2 separate regions of the Gossypium hirsutum genome follow, and region 2 is linked to region 1. A link is a contact called in public Hi-C data. All regions are on one chromosome and are shown on one strand. The core of a region is the stretch at or near the end of the contact, and the rest is flanking DNA. Distances in the headings are between cores, read along the strand shown.

Region 1 (7,822 bases), core at 3,746-6,245:
TTCGATGATGTATGGAAAGAAGACTTGGGGAGAAGTACAATATGCATTGTTTGGTAATGACAAAAGCAGTAGAATTATGGTGACAACAAGGAACAGGAACGTTGCAGAGTTTTGCAAAACATCAGCACTTGTTCATGTTCGTGAGCTGAAACCTCTACCCTACAGTTGGCACAAGAACTCTTATGCAGAACAGCATTTCAATTCGACCAAGAGAAGCAACATCCCTTGGAGTTGAAGGATTTGTCTTTTGATATCGCCAAAAAATTCGAAGGCTTACCACTTGCAAGTGTGGCCATTAGTGGACTGCTGTCAACTAAAGGCCGAGATGTTGTTGAATGGCAAAGCTTGAACGATAGCCTCAAGGCACAGCTATAAAACAACCATCTCACGCGGATCAAAACAATCCTTTCCTTAAGTAATCACGATTTGCCTTACCATCTCAAATCCTGTTTCTTGTTTCTTGGCATGTTCCCCGTAGATTATGTTGTCAATTGTGCAAGATTTATTCGGTTGTGGATTGCAGAGGGCTTTGTGAAACAGCAGCAACAACAACATGATGCAACAGCTGAAGATGTTGCGAGACAATCCTTGACTCAGCTCATAAACAAAAACTTGGTTCATGTTGAATTGATCGATTTTAACGGCATGGTTAGAGAATGTCGAGTCCATGGTTTAATGCATGAGCTCATTCTTTCCAAGTCAGATGAACTTAACTTTTTCTTTCAAACTTCACCAACGCAATTAACAAATCTGAACCAGACAGCACGGCACATCTCAATCCAGAATATTGGTTCGAACAACTTGTCATCGACCATCCGTAGCTCAAAAGCTCATTCAATTATCTTTTTGCGGTAAAAGAATTCCCCAAATCCCTGCTCATGTCAATATTTGCCAATTTCAAACTCTTGAAAGAACTAGATTTTGAGGGAGCTCCATTGGATCGCTTGGCTGAGGAATTGCCGAATTGGGAAATCTGTTGCACCTGAAATACTTAAGTGTAAGAGATACAAACCAAAGTCCTTATCTGAGTTGCACAAACTAGAAACTTTGGATTTGAAACGTTCTCGTCTGCATCAGTTACCTTTTGAGATCAATAAGCTTTCCAATCTGAAGTATTTTATAGCCTACTCCGATACCAATTTTCAGATTCGACAAGGGGTGAAAATACATGGCAATGTTCAAAGTTTAAAGTCCATAGAAAAGCTTTATCTTGTAGATGTGGATGCAGGAAAGAGCTTTGATTTAGTTAGCGAGTTGGGAAAGTTGAAGAATCTAAGAAAGTTGGGAATCACCAACCTGAAATCAGAAGGTGGGATGCTTTGTGCAATGCTATTGAGCAAATGTCCCTCCATCAATCACTACAGATTATCTCAGCAAAAGAGGAGGAACCTCTGCAATTGCAATCAATGACATCTCCTCTTCTTTTGTATTGCCTTCGGCTTCAAGCACGATTGGAAAAGTTGCCCCATTGGATTTCCGATCTCAAGTGCCTAGTTCGGATTCGACTACTTTGGTCGCAATTATCCTAGATTCCTCTCAACATTCTTGGTGAATTGCCCAAGTTGTTGGAACTTTTTCTTTATAAGGGATGCAATGGAACACAAGTTCATTTCGAGAGTGGATACATTCCAGCACTCAAGATTTTAATCCTTGAGAAATTGGATAGGCTGAATAGATTGGCAATCGATGAAAATGCACTCCATCTTGTTGAACACCTCTTTATTGGGTCTTGTCAACAGTTGAAGATGCTGCCATCCGACATCTGCCATATCAAATGCCTTAGTGTGTTTGAAGTTAGTCTTATGTCCAAAGAATTTGTTAGAAGAATGCTACCAGGAGTTGATGAAGACCATTGGAAAGTTCAAAATATAGCAAATGTCCATGTCTACATCATCAACACTGAACAACAATATTTAGCCTACAAGCTTGGTGATTCTACCTTGTTAGACAGCTTAAATTAGAAGTAGAGGTACAACATTGCAGTTACATTTTTTAAATGTTATTTTAATAGTGAATTATATCGCTACGCGTATGTAGGTGTGGTTCTTATCTACTAATCCATGATGGTTCAATGCCTGAAGAAATCAACCAAAAACAGTGGTCCTTTCTTTTCACATCAAGGCTGGCTGGATGTACACCTTGCTACTTGGCGATAATTTGTGCTTGTGTCTTGTATTTTAATGTATCGTAGTCATGTTTAATGCATTTTGTCTTAAACCAAAAGCCGCTCATTCACTTGCACAATAATTTTGTTGCATGCTATCCACATTGATTGGCATAGGTCGTTTATGGGTCTGGGATTTCTTTCTACTTGAATTCGATGCTTTATTTGTTAATTCCAGGTCTAGGTGCATAGAGTAAGCTGATGGCTTAAGTTCGTTTGCCCGCTCTCCCTTCTATTAATCTATTTTGATTTTACTTCAAAAAAAATACCTTTGATGTACAAACATGTTATGCATTCTTCTCTTGTAACATGTAATTTTATGGATCATGTATGTTCAGGCAGCTTTAAGGTCGCTATTCAATGAAGAAACTAGATTAGAAGATATCCAACTTAAAATTAATAAGCGGTAAATGGAAAGACCCAACTTGAAAAGGGCCACAAACAATGTAGAATCTAACCAATGTGAGATACATCCCAATACCATAATATAGAGCAGAAATGTAGCTTCAGGCAATGGCTTCCTTTGCCTTGATTTCCAGCTTCAATTATTTTACATCATACCACTTCAGCTTCAGCTTAACAGAGTTCAGAGCAATAATATGTTCAAACATAACCTATGGCTATAACTCAGCATGTTTGCCAACAAAAGCTAATAACTACATTATGCTCTCCATCAAGTCTCAGGAATCCCTGAATCTTGAAAACTTTTCACTTCATTTGTTGGTAAATTTCGTTGAATCTCATTCAATTCAGTTCGATTTCTAATGCCGCAGAAGCATCCCACAGAAAACTTAAAATTGATCCACTACAGAAAGTTCTACCATCATCTTTCACTTTTGGTAAAAAATTATTCATTCTTGTCACTTGAGATTTCTAATCAACACATTCATCTGAAAACAATATTCTTACCCTTTAAACTATTGGAAAAGCAGGCAGTCCCTATAGATTCTGAACTCCGGATTCAACAACATAGAAGCACATGCTCTGATACCTATGATTTCTATAAATAAAATGAAAAACTTCCCCTAGGATACAAGTTTTAAGAAACTTGGCTTACCTGAACTAGTTTTCCAAGGAAGGTGATACATTAAACTTCAATTATTGTCGCAACAGATCGGGCAATATGCACCAATAAAATAATGTACTAACTGCTAGGCCAGAATTAAATACATCACAGTGGTTTATATTCTATCATATGCTTCTGGTAGTATTTTGCTAGTCTAGAACATACATATCAAATCTGCACAGGAATCTACAATATGATCTTATACTTGCATTTGAAAGATCAAAATTACCCTGCATAGCTTCATCATCCGACATACAGCATCCTGCCCAAATAAATGCAGTTTTAAGGAATTGAACTAGTTTCGGCATCAACGGTAGACTCAAACTTGAATTTGCTAAAACCAGGAGCAGAACCAGAATACTCCATTTTTCTTAGCTTCAGCAACAAAAACAGCAAAATCCCACACACGAACCCCAATGCAGCACTAGAACCTGTCAAAGACACAGCAGCACAAACCAACATGACAAAAGACTCCTCCTTTGAGTTCATATCCCTCGAGGCCATAGCCAACTCAATGCCGGCAAATAATAAAAGAACTCCAAGAATCCCTATAGGAAACTGATTCAAAATCCTAACAAAAGAGTTCCCAAATACCAAGCCAATTACCAACTTCCCTATCCCCAAATATACCACCGACCATCCACTCCTTGCCCCAAACCTATACTGACCAGCTAACCCACCCGCACCATGACACACTGGCATTGCCCCAAACCAACACCCCACCAAATTCATAACCCCTACACTCACTGAAACCTTGGCAGCAGACAGCTCTCTGTCTGGAAACAAATCACCAGACAACTTACAAACTGCAATAACTGAGTTCAATACAGACAGAGGAATTTGTGGCACTGCTCCTTTCAAAAACCCAACTTTCCAATCATTCCAAGTTATACTCAAAAATCCAATTTTTGATGGGCCGAACTTAATATCACCAAAAATTGAAGGATCGCGTATAAAACATAAAACCAACCCAAGTAGGAACACTATCAAAGCAGCTGGAATTGAACCCAAAATTCTCAACCTCTTTGAGTTTCTGCGACGGGGTTGGTCCTCATCAGATTCATTTCTATCATAATGATCCCCGGAGCCCGTGAAGATGACTAAAAAGAGGAGACTTGAAAGGGCCACAACAAGACCATCAAGACCCAACCAAGCCCGAGGGGCGGTAGCTTTAGAAGCTACGAAATCTTGATTGTAACGGATGTACTTGATGGCTGAGAAGGCAAAGGAGAGACCTTGAGAGAGCTGGATCCCGCGGACAACAGGGAGAGGGAGGAGACGGTAAAGGGTCGACATCAGACCGGTAGCCCCGAGAAGGAAGAGGACGGCTGCAGTAGAGGCACCAGCGGTGGCGATTTGGGAGGTGGTAAGGTGAGGGGTTTCGGAGACGGCAACGGCAGCTATGGATTTCATGGGTTGGACAGGCATGGGAATGTGGAAGAGTAGGCCAGTGGTTATGTTGTAAAGGGCAGTGAAGATGAGAGTTGTGGAGAGGTCTAAGTGGGAAACCAAGGTGAGAGTTAGGACAATTGGGATGAAAGTCCCCAAGTCTCCCACTGCTCCTGATAGTTCGGAGGAGAGGGAATTTTTCATGTGGAAATGACGACGCCACCATGGGTGATGTTGGGGGAGGAAAGGAGTGGTGCTGGTGGTGGTTGTGGTTGTGGAGGAGGAGGGAGGAGATTGTTGCTCCATAATCGAAGCACTAGCACTACTTCAGCGAGCTAGGACTGCTTGCGCTTTATCCCAAAATGAAATGCCTTTTCAAGTAGCGTAAACGACACCAATTACCATTAAAATTATATTTAAGTTATTCAACTTTGAAAATTACATAATTGTCACTAAAATTATTAAATTATTATATTTTAGTCACTCATCAGATTAAATTTTGTTAAAAAATGAAGTTACACATTAATTTAAAGAATTAATTACCAATTTATCCCATGAACTATAACTAAAATATCAATTTCATACTTTTAAAATCTGTTTAATAATTCTAAAAAATTTAAAGGCTAAACTATTCAGATTGTCACTGAAGTTTTAAAGTGTTCCTATTTTGTTCACCAGAATTTTTTGTTAATTTAGTCACCCCATTAATTGACATTTTTAGTTAGTCCACCATTAAAGTACATTGGTCACAAAAGAAAATGTTGACGTGACAATCTTTTGATTGTTATAATAACAAATTTAACCCTTAATAATTTACACATTCTGTAAATTTGGTCTTGGTTCTAAAAAAACTAACAAATTTAACCCTCAATATTTATAAATTTTGTCAATCTAGTCTAAATTCAAAAAATTATAGTTTTAAAAACTTGAAAATATATAAATTTTATTATAAAAAGACAAAATATTAAATATTAAAAATATATATATAATTACATAAAGGCTTAAATATGAATTTAGTTGAGGGGTTCAAATTAATAATTCTTTAGTTTTAACAAAAAAAAAATAGGGGTTCAACAAATTTTAACTCTCAATTTTTCTTGAATTCTTTAAATCAATCTTTTCTCTCTTTTTTTTTATTTAAACCCCGTCAAGCTAAATGAGTCACTTGAATTAATTGCTTGAGCCAATCACTACCAAATCCAACCAACACCATGATCAAACAACTAGTTTAAGGGATGCAAATGAAAAAGCCTTTACTTATAGAAATATGTCTAGCTCCATTCCAATGGTAAATTGTAGGGCTTTAAGGGACTTAAATGCTTAAGGCTAAGCGGTGCTTCACTGATTGACTTTTTCTCATTAAAAGAAAATGCGAAATCGATTTTGGGTATGTCTGTAAAAAAACCAAATTTGGGTGTGGGTTTAATGGTGAGTGCTCAACAAACGGATGAATGTTTTTTTATGAAGTTTCTCTTTTGTTTGGTTGAATAAAAAATCTGGTAACGAGAATGAAAATTTTTTCTTGTAATTTTTTAACCACAATGTTGTGCGATTGCAATGGATTTTTCATGTTTTTGAATTATAACTAAGAAAACTTTACTTACTTTGATTTTTGGTTTTGATTGATTATTTTTTGAATGTTTTATGTTTTTGAATATTTTATTTATATTTTTTTGTGAATTTTTAGAATTTGGACTAAATTGAAAAGTATGTAAACATTAAGGGTTAAATTTATTGATTTTTTTAGAATTAGGACTAAATGGAAATTAAGTCTTTATGTAATTATATATATTTATGTCTTTTTTATAATAAGTTATATATATTTTCTAGTTTCTAAAATTATAAAATTTTTAAATTTTTAGATTTGGACTAAATTGACAAGATGTGCAAACATTGAGAGTTAAATTTATTGAATTTCTCTAGAATTAGGATCAACTTTACAAAATGTGTAAAGCGTTAAAGGCTAAATTTGTTATTATACCAATCAAAAGACTGTTATGTTAGTATTTTATTCAAAGACCAAAGCATTTGAACGGTAGAGTGACTAAAAATGACAGTTAATCTAATAGAAGTAACTAAATTAACAAAAAAAAAAATTGATGACCAAAATAAAAACGCATTGAAGATTGGATGACTATCTGAGCAGTTTATTTTTTAAATTTTTTAAAATTATTATTAAGAAAAAATTAAAAAGTATCAATTAAATATTTTAGAGACTAAATTAATTATTAACCTTTATCAAAATGATTAAAATATAACAATTTGATAATTTTAAAAATAATTATGTAAGTTTTGAAAATCTGAGAATTTATCCTTTCAACTAATGAAACGCTGGGAAATTGGAATAATCCGAGGGAATATGCGCATGGTAAGTTTTAACGAAACTCAAATAAATCAACACATAACACGTATATACTACGTATTATTCAAGTAAATTTTGTTGTCTTGCTTTATTGAGATTTTATTTTTCTGTATAATTATATCTCATTCAAACCATGATTTTAAATTCCAACAAACTTTTTAATTCCTTATTCCATTTCTGTGGCCAAAATTTGCCTATTCCGCCAAAATGAGACGAGCCGGAAGGTGTCACCTTCGATGTTATAATTACAAACTATAAATATATGTATATATTATTTGAAATTAATTATCAATAATAACACGTGAAATATATAAAATATTGTAAGAAAAAATTAAATTATATTACAAGTAAAATAAAATTTAAACACATAAATACAATTACTTATTAAGATGTTATCATCAACCTTAAATTAATATTGAATTAATTTGTAATACCATCTTAATAATATCTATATCAGTGACAAAATTAAGGACCAGTAAGTCTGACCCCTAAAACTATAAAAATGAATTTTTGATAATCCCCGGCCCCCATGTTGCTGTTTGCCTCCCCTTCCAACTTTGAAGTTCTTCATACCTTATATGTTATTTTTTAAGCTTTAAATATTTATATAATATATTATATAATGGGTCCCAACACTAAACAACTTTATTGTTTTTGGATAATAGTTGGTCACTTCTTAATTTAATATTAAATATGAATTTAGGTTAAAATTTAATTTGTTAACTAGTAAAAATGTATTTTTTTATATTGCTATTAACATTTACTGTTATCAACGCCTTTCCTTCAAACGCGACATTGGGTTCATATTCTAAGTTTTTTTTTCATCTTTTTGCAACTTTAT
Region 2 (7,822 bases), core at 2,769-5,268, 190 kb after region 1:
TATATTTTTAAGAGAATATTTTTGTTTTTATTTATATAATAAATCGATAAAAATTTGATCATAATAATATTTAAACCCAAAACATTAAACATAATAAATATTTAATTTTACTATTATAATCAAAATATCAATTAATTTTTTTTATCACCCGTATACTATATATTTATTATATAAAATTTTCAATAATTATGAGTATACTTTAAATTTGATATTACAGTATACGAGTGATAGAAAAAACTAACTCACACACTCACACTTATTACATGAAAAGGATATCATGCATATATAGATGTATATACACACTTCATTTTTATATGATCGGCAGATTTTTAAAGACTACTTTTCTGGGAGTGGATGCTTGTTTCAAAATAAAAAAAAACGGTTTAAGAGATAATTCTAGATAAATTGTCAAATCTTCTTTAAAAAATGTTATATAAAAATATTTTTAAACTTAAATCGATATAAAATTAAAGTAATTTTACACTTTTTCTTAATTTTTTATATCATCGACATTTTAACAATTAAATCGTTAAATTTATTAAAATATTTGTACTTATTATGTATATAAATTATTGAATCAATTCGATATTTCTATATTGATCTAAAATATTATATACTGATATATAATTAACGGTTGAAACTCTTTTTTACATAAAATGAATAGTTAAAAATTTTAATTTATTTTAAACTTAACATACTTTATCTACATAAATAGAACATGAAATATGATGGTTTGTTAAATATTAAAGCATTTTTATTGTATTCAATATACAACATAATTAATGGCTAAAAAATATATACAATATCATTTTACTTTCATATTATTAATACCAAGCAATATTATTTAAAATAATAAATGAGTACCAATAAAAAGTTCCTAATCATTACTAAAACATTTATACAAGTTATAAAAACTTAATATATTATAAATTAAACTCTTCGCTATTCAATTTTTATTTTTTCTTAATAAGGTATAACTATAGTATATTTGTAAAATTATATATATATAATTAATAATAATGATGAAGATGATGCTGCATTTAATTGAGAACCACTAAAATTTCTAAGTTGCCCATGAACAAATACCATAACTTGGTACAAATGGACAAACAAGGAGATAATACGTCCCAACTATGACATCCAAGTCAACAAACATGCTCCACATGAAACACCAGACTATATCTCACCCTATCACAAACCAATCTCAAATTTAAAACACCTACAAAACACACAAATGCACTTCACACATCTGAAAAGGAATTTGGGTTTTAGATTACCATAAATTATAGTGGTGAATGAATTTGAAAATCAAATATTTGCGAGTCTTAATTAATTATTGTATAGTGGGTGCATTTCATTCTCAAAAATTAAAATAAGTGATGGTAACATCTTCTTGTCAATACTCAAGCATTAAAGTTAGAAGCCTTTGCAAAAAAATATGAATCGATTATCGATATATATACACACATTTATTTAATCATATTGGATATGCACAGTCTAGAGATACAAAACTTTCCACTATGGGATATAACTTCAATTCTCATGTACTCTATAGAAGGGATAAGAAGAAGGGGAGGGGGAATAACAGATATGTCTTTCCATAAGTGCACTTGCAACCTATCAATTTACATGCTAACTGTAGGGCAGCTTTTAAGATTATCTTGTTTTTCTGCAGCAAGGAATACAATGACCTATACCAGCATTTCCATAGATAAATCAAAATTTTCAAATATTTTTAGAAATAATTCGTACCAAAAGCAGGGCTTAAGGGTTCCTTTAGGAATAAACCATGGATGTTGTCCCCTGATCAACAGCGAGAGATGACATATTCAATCCATCATGGCTTTAGAAGCAAAGTATTGATGCCTCCAACATTGCCATGAGATATTCTGAGAAAGCATCAAGATATTTCTCAACATTAATTCCATATGCTGCTGAAATAAGCAAGTATAACAATTGTACATCATCATGATATGATGTAGAACAGCTTCACGTACATAAACGGGGAATGTATGAAACACTAGCTAGAATCCATAAACTAGCCAGCACCACATCACAATTTCCAAGACCCCACATAGGGAACTAGAAAAAGGTCAGGTAAAGACCATGAACAAGGTCGAAGTAATCATAGAGGGCAAAATTGCACACATATGTATGCGCTGGGAAATACTGAAACAGGGTATTCATGTTACTATTTCTGGAACTTGAATTTGTATAAACTTATATTTATTTTAGGGAAACTGCTCTAGCAACAACAAACGTAATTCACCTCTTTGTATTTAATGAAACTCCACAGTTTCACAAGGGATAATAGAACTTACTGTGCTGAAATATCCACCCAACAATATACAAAATTTGCAAAAGGTCAAAAACAAAAATGAAAAGAATGCTTATATATATTACGCTAAATTAAAAACAAATGTTTGAAGGTTCAGTTGATTGTAGTAAAACATTAGGGGCTTGAATGATTACTTAGCTCAGGGGCCTTTTTTATACTTCAGCCAAAAAGGAATTACATAAAGAACAGAAGCTTCTATCGTGGAGATAGGAAAAGAAACTAATTACAAAATTGAAAATTTCAAGTATCCTTACAATATCTGCATCATTGGAGTAAAATATAACACTAGTGCATTACCAGATAGAAATGTTATTCACTAAACCTAGCAACAACTAATAAAAAACCTATTATCATCATGTCTCAACTTTCTTAGTTCCCTCAAATGCTCATCATTAGAAATATTAAGAGTACGACGTAGGTTGGTTACCTTTTCTTCTTTTTCCCAAGTCAAAGGACCAGAAGCATGCAATGCCCACAGAGCTTTCTGATAGGCATGCAGCTCCGACCTATGGAAATCGGTTCCCAATTCCACACTAGGGGAAACAGAACTTCCAGAACTTCCATCTTCCCCACAACACCTTTCAGAATATGAGTCAGCATCACTACAATAATCCTCCAAGTTTTCACAACCGTTTGTTGCATAACTAGGAGACAAGTTAAGACCATTATTCCCTAAACCACTACAACTACCAACAGACGATGTGCAACTCAAGGTATCATCAATTCTACGAAATGAAGAAGTCATACATCTTTCACCCAGTATATTTTTGGGATAAACAAATGCATCTACCTTTTCAGAAGCAGGACAAGGAAGCCGAACTATTAGTCTTTGACCACCAAAACTACCTTTTTCAATCACCTTCATCTTCTTTCCACCAGCTTCCGGAAAACCAAGCCAAGATCTTTTCCTCTTCGGTGGTCCACTGGAATTTGACGAGCCCTGTTATCGATCATAACAATTAGGGTAAGAAACAACGTCCCAACAAAAAAGGTTAAAGAAATATATTAAAATTTATTACTAAAAGAAAGGTTCAGGAGATTTACCTTCCCGACAAGGAGCCAGTTGCCGTCTTCCCAAGATTGTCGAACACGCAATCGAGATTGATGTGCTTTGAGTTGGCTCTTCGATCCAAGAATCCTGACAGAAAACATGTTGTTTCCACCGAAAACTCTAACGATCACCGCTGGTTTCCAACACAACTCGTCGAACACCTCCACGACGTCGCCAGGAACCCAATCGTCGGTCCCATTTATAGGAGGAGGGCAAGGCCTAATCGCTTTCCTCGGGACTCTCTCGACCAACGCCGCCTCGCCAGTGATCGGAAACCAACCATACTTGACGCAGTAAGTGTGGCCGTTGCCGGAGATAATCTCGGCACAGCGCCACGCGCCGGTTGGAACCTCCTTCATGGTTAATACCTCGACTTTGCTACCTTTCTTGAATCTCATGATTGGTGAATTTGATTTTTCAGTAAAAATTAAAAAAATAAATTGTTGAATTGAATTTTTGAGGAAGAAAACTCAAAGGAATTTTGGGAAAGGTCGTTGAAAATAGGTTTTTAAATTTATAATATTGGAAGTTGGGACCAGTTGGATTAGGAAAGTTGATATGATCGGACGGTGATAAAACAATAATGATGGGGCGTAAGGCCGTTAAAATTGGATGCTTCCGATTAAGTTAACGTTCCCAAATGGACTAACGGAGTCTTAATCTGTTATTTAGTAGGATTACACACGATTCAGATCGTGGCACTTTTTATGTTTTTTCTTATTAAAAAAATTTATACCATCACTCATTAAATTATGATAAATTTTTGTTTTGTCACTTAGGTAAAAATAATTATAATTTGATAACTAAATTATTTAAAATTTTTCATTAAATTATCGGGCTGTTAAAATTGATGTAATATTACTTTTTTTTGTTTGCACTGCCTATATTAATTAAAAACTCTTTTTCACCTCCTCTTCTACAGTTAAGTTTTTTTTTAAATAACTTTATATGTTGTGGATCTACTAACCAAATTCAAATAGATTTTTTCTCTAATCTCCAACACTAATCGTCAGATCAACTTAGATCTAAGGTATATTCTTCAACTCGTCAATGGGTATTAATCCATTGTACTGAACGTTGAATCATCACTTGAAGCTTGCCGGCGAAACTTAAAAAAAACATTTAAAAGCTCAATGATTTAAATAAAAACTTTAAAATAGTTCAATGACTTAAATGAAAACTTTTGAATAATTTAGTGACTAAATTATAATTTTTTTTAATTAAGTAATTAAAATCAAACTTTACACATCACTTAGTGACTAATAATGTAATTTACCTTAAAAATGAACCGCAGCTTTATTATTATTATAAGTAACTTTAAATTTTTATAATGCGAAAATAATGAAATTTTGTTTTATCAAAAATAAACTTAAAAATGCAAAACTTGAATTAGTATAAAAAAAATAGAAAATCAAACTCAGTCAAAATATAATAGATGATTAAAAAAATGCTCAGTTTGAAAAATCATTTAAATTTTTTAATTCATTAAAAATGAAAATTTTCGATATGTAAAAATTATTAAATTAATTTATTTTATTAAAAATTTGAAATAAATTATTCTCTTTTAAACTATTACATACTCAAATAATCATATTTAATTTTTATCTAAAATTATTTTAAATAATATACAATATTATATTAATAAAACCTAAAGTAATAAATAAATAAATTTAAAAAATTAATATTTATTTTTAAATTTAATTTATCAAGGTAATTAATATATAATTTTAAGTCAAAATTCTTGACCGAGTCATTCAAACTTTTTATATGAAGAAAAAAGGGTCAAAAGTATAATACAAGTCATAGAAAATAAAATATATTGTTAAACTATTAGCATTTGGTGTTTTTTTTTCTATAATTGGTAAACAAAATATATTATCTTTTATAGGATTGTTGTGATACATGCATTTCAGATTGGGTATTGTAAAAGTGATCAATATGTTCTCATTTTATTTATGAAATTCATGGATACATGATATTATTAAAATTTACTACCATCTATATTTGTGATTGGGAATCCTATTACGATAAGTTTTACCAAAGAAAAAATGAGAGAAATTTAGTATTATAAAATATCCATAAATTACTAGAATTATCATTAATATATTTTGGTTAATCTATATATATTGAAAAAAAAAAGCATTTGAGAAACTAGGCTGAAATTCTAAAAATTTATTAGTCTACGTTGTTTTTAGAGAGAGAAAGGAAAACACGCCTTGTAAGACGCATTTTCACTTAGCTAAATTTTTTTTTCCTTTTCTTATGTTTGGAAATTAGAAATTTGTAGATTTATTTTTATCTGTGTTTGAGATAGACATTGTTATAGTTTTAAGGAATGTTTGAATTTACGGTGGTGCCATGAAGTTGGGTGACCTATAAATTTTATCAGCCACATGAGTATGGTGCCATCACCCAAGAAGTTGGATCACGTTGCAACTCAAGATCCCAGTTAACGATGATTATACGATTTGGGGTTGAAGTGTAACTAGAGTTTCAAGTTTACAAAGGTTATGCTATCAAGGGATTAAGCATAAATGGGGTCGTAGTTGACGATGGTTATTCGGGCACGACAACAAGTTTCTTAACAAAAGAAGATGCTTTATAAAATTCAAATATAAATACGAGGGAGAAAAACACAATGTCGTTTCAATATAATCAAGTAATGTGTCTTATCCACAACCACTGAAAGCAGTGACCCCGTTATTATAACTTGTGACAACATTAGAGTGTAACATGTTATATTAACAAGATCATCGCCTTCGGTAGAGATGGACAATACGAATAACTTGATTATACTAAAAAGTCCGTTACATTTTTCTTCCTCGCACCTATGTTTAAGTTTTATGAAACATACTCTTTTGATGAGAAGACTCATTATCGTGCCCGCATTAGCACCGTCGACTACGACCCCATTTATGCTCCATCCATTGACAGCACAAGCTTTGTAAACTTGAAGCCTTAGTTACACTTCAACCCAAGACGATATAATCATTGTCAACTTGGTGTTAGATCTGGTGTCCTAAGTGTTGTATATTCGTTTGTAAACTTGTAATTTTTCTGAACAGATTGATTAATAAAATTATTTGTGAATTAAATTAATATACTTTATATTATTGTCCTCACATGATTTTTGTACGCAAAGCAAAATAGAAGCAAATGTTGCTAATTGGTTGTCTAAATGTTTAACTAATACTAAGTGGTATTACGTGGTCGGATCATACTACAGAAAGATAGCTTGTATTAGTAGACGGATCTAAACATGTCCTTAATTTAATAAGAAATTAGGGAGATGCCTTGTCTTGGGCATCGGATCAGATGATTCCCAGAAGATAGAGACATAGATGTGATTAACTGGACTGATAGTACATCAGACAAGACCCAAGCATAATAGATCCTGAATCTGTTTATAGATTTATTCACTTGTGACGTTCATAGTGTGACACACCTAAATCCTGAGTGGATGGCAGACTATGTATGCATGACTTGTACACTTTGATGTAAGTAAAAGTCTGAGTTCAAATAGATAAAGAACTGAAAGTTGGTGCGTTGGGTATATGACTTCTGTAGAATGTAGCGTCATTCACAACAGTGGAATTTATAGCCCAAAACATGAGTAAATGATATCCTCTCATTGGCATTACATGGTTGATGGAAAGTAAACGTGACCACAGGTCGTCCATCTTTGTGATGGATGACTTGGTCACTATTTGATAGTGATTGACTTTTCATGAAAAAAGATGTAATGGCTACCACGAGATAAAATAAGATCATATTGGGAGAACGAATATTATCCTAAAGAGATCAATGATATCCTATAAGAATAACACACTTATGACAAGGTCATTGGACGAGTACTGAGTAATTGTTTTTGTAATAGTTTTTTATTGAGTAAATCTCAGTCATGATACTATAGTGGAATGACTTTATTACTAAATGAGTTTATAATTAATAGGCAAAAAGTCAGAACTTAATTATAAATCATTTGAGCCTCAACTACATATGTCAAATCGGTCCCTACGCTAGTTCGTTGAAACCAGAAATGAATTGCTTGATTGAATAGAATGAACGAAATGAATAAAAGAAGAGAAATGAGAGACATTCAGGAATGATTATGATTTTCTCCGAAATAGAGAAATGAAATCATTTGAAAATGAATGTAGGTTTCAAAAAATGGAAACTTGCAATCCTATATAGGATTACTTAAAAAAAATGATGGAAGAATGAGTTTATGTTTTTAGACTGTTTTAAAGCCCAAAAATGAAAATAAACCATTTGGTCATAGTGAACATGTTGAATTGTGACATACTTAATGAATTTTCTCAAAATTTTAATAAGGATAACATTGTTAAAATTATATCGGGGGGTAAATAGTCAAAATTTTATTAGAGTAAAATTGGGATGAGAAAATTATTTAATATGTAAATATTAAAGTT

The links. A called contact is a pair of places that touch in the nucleus more often than the background predicts.
Region 2: a contact with region 1 is called in a Hi-C map of leaf, with 2.0 times the contacts expected there. The contact joins the promoter of LOC107897210 here to the promoter of LOC107897224 in region 1. A contact is called at or near these places in 4 of 34 Hi-C or Micro-C datasets (all in leaf).

The regions. Positions count from the first base shown.
Region 1 is chrA10:12,493,855-12,501,676 of Gossypium_hirsutum_v2.1, reverse strand. LOC107897224 (molybdate transporter 2) reads right to left here and starts at 4,995. Exons shown (of 1, transcript XM_016822597.2): 1 at 3,083-4,995. The coding sequence starts at 4,925. The coding sequence ends at 3,513.
Region 2 is chrA10:12,301,837-12,309,658 of Gossypium_hirsutum_v2.1, reverse strand. It overlaps LOC107897210, which reads right to left and starts at 4,018. Exons shown (of 2, transcript XM_016822573.2): 1 at 3,383-4,018; 2 at 1,440-3,278. The coding sequence starts at 3,787. The coding sequence ends at 2,661.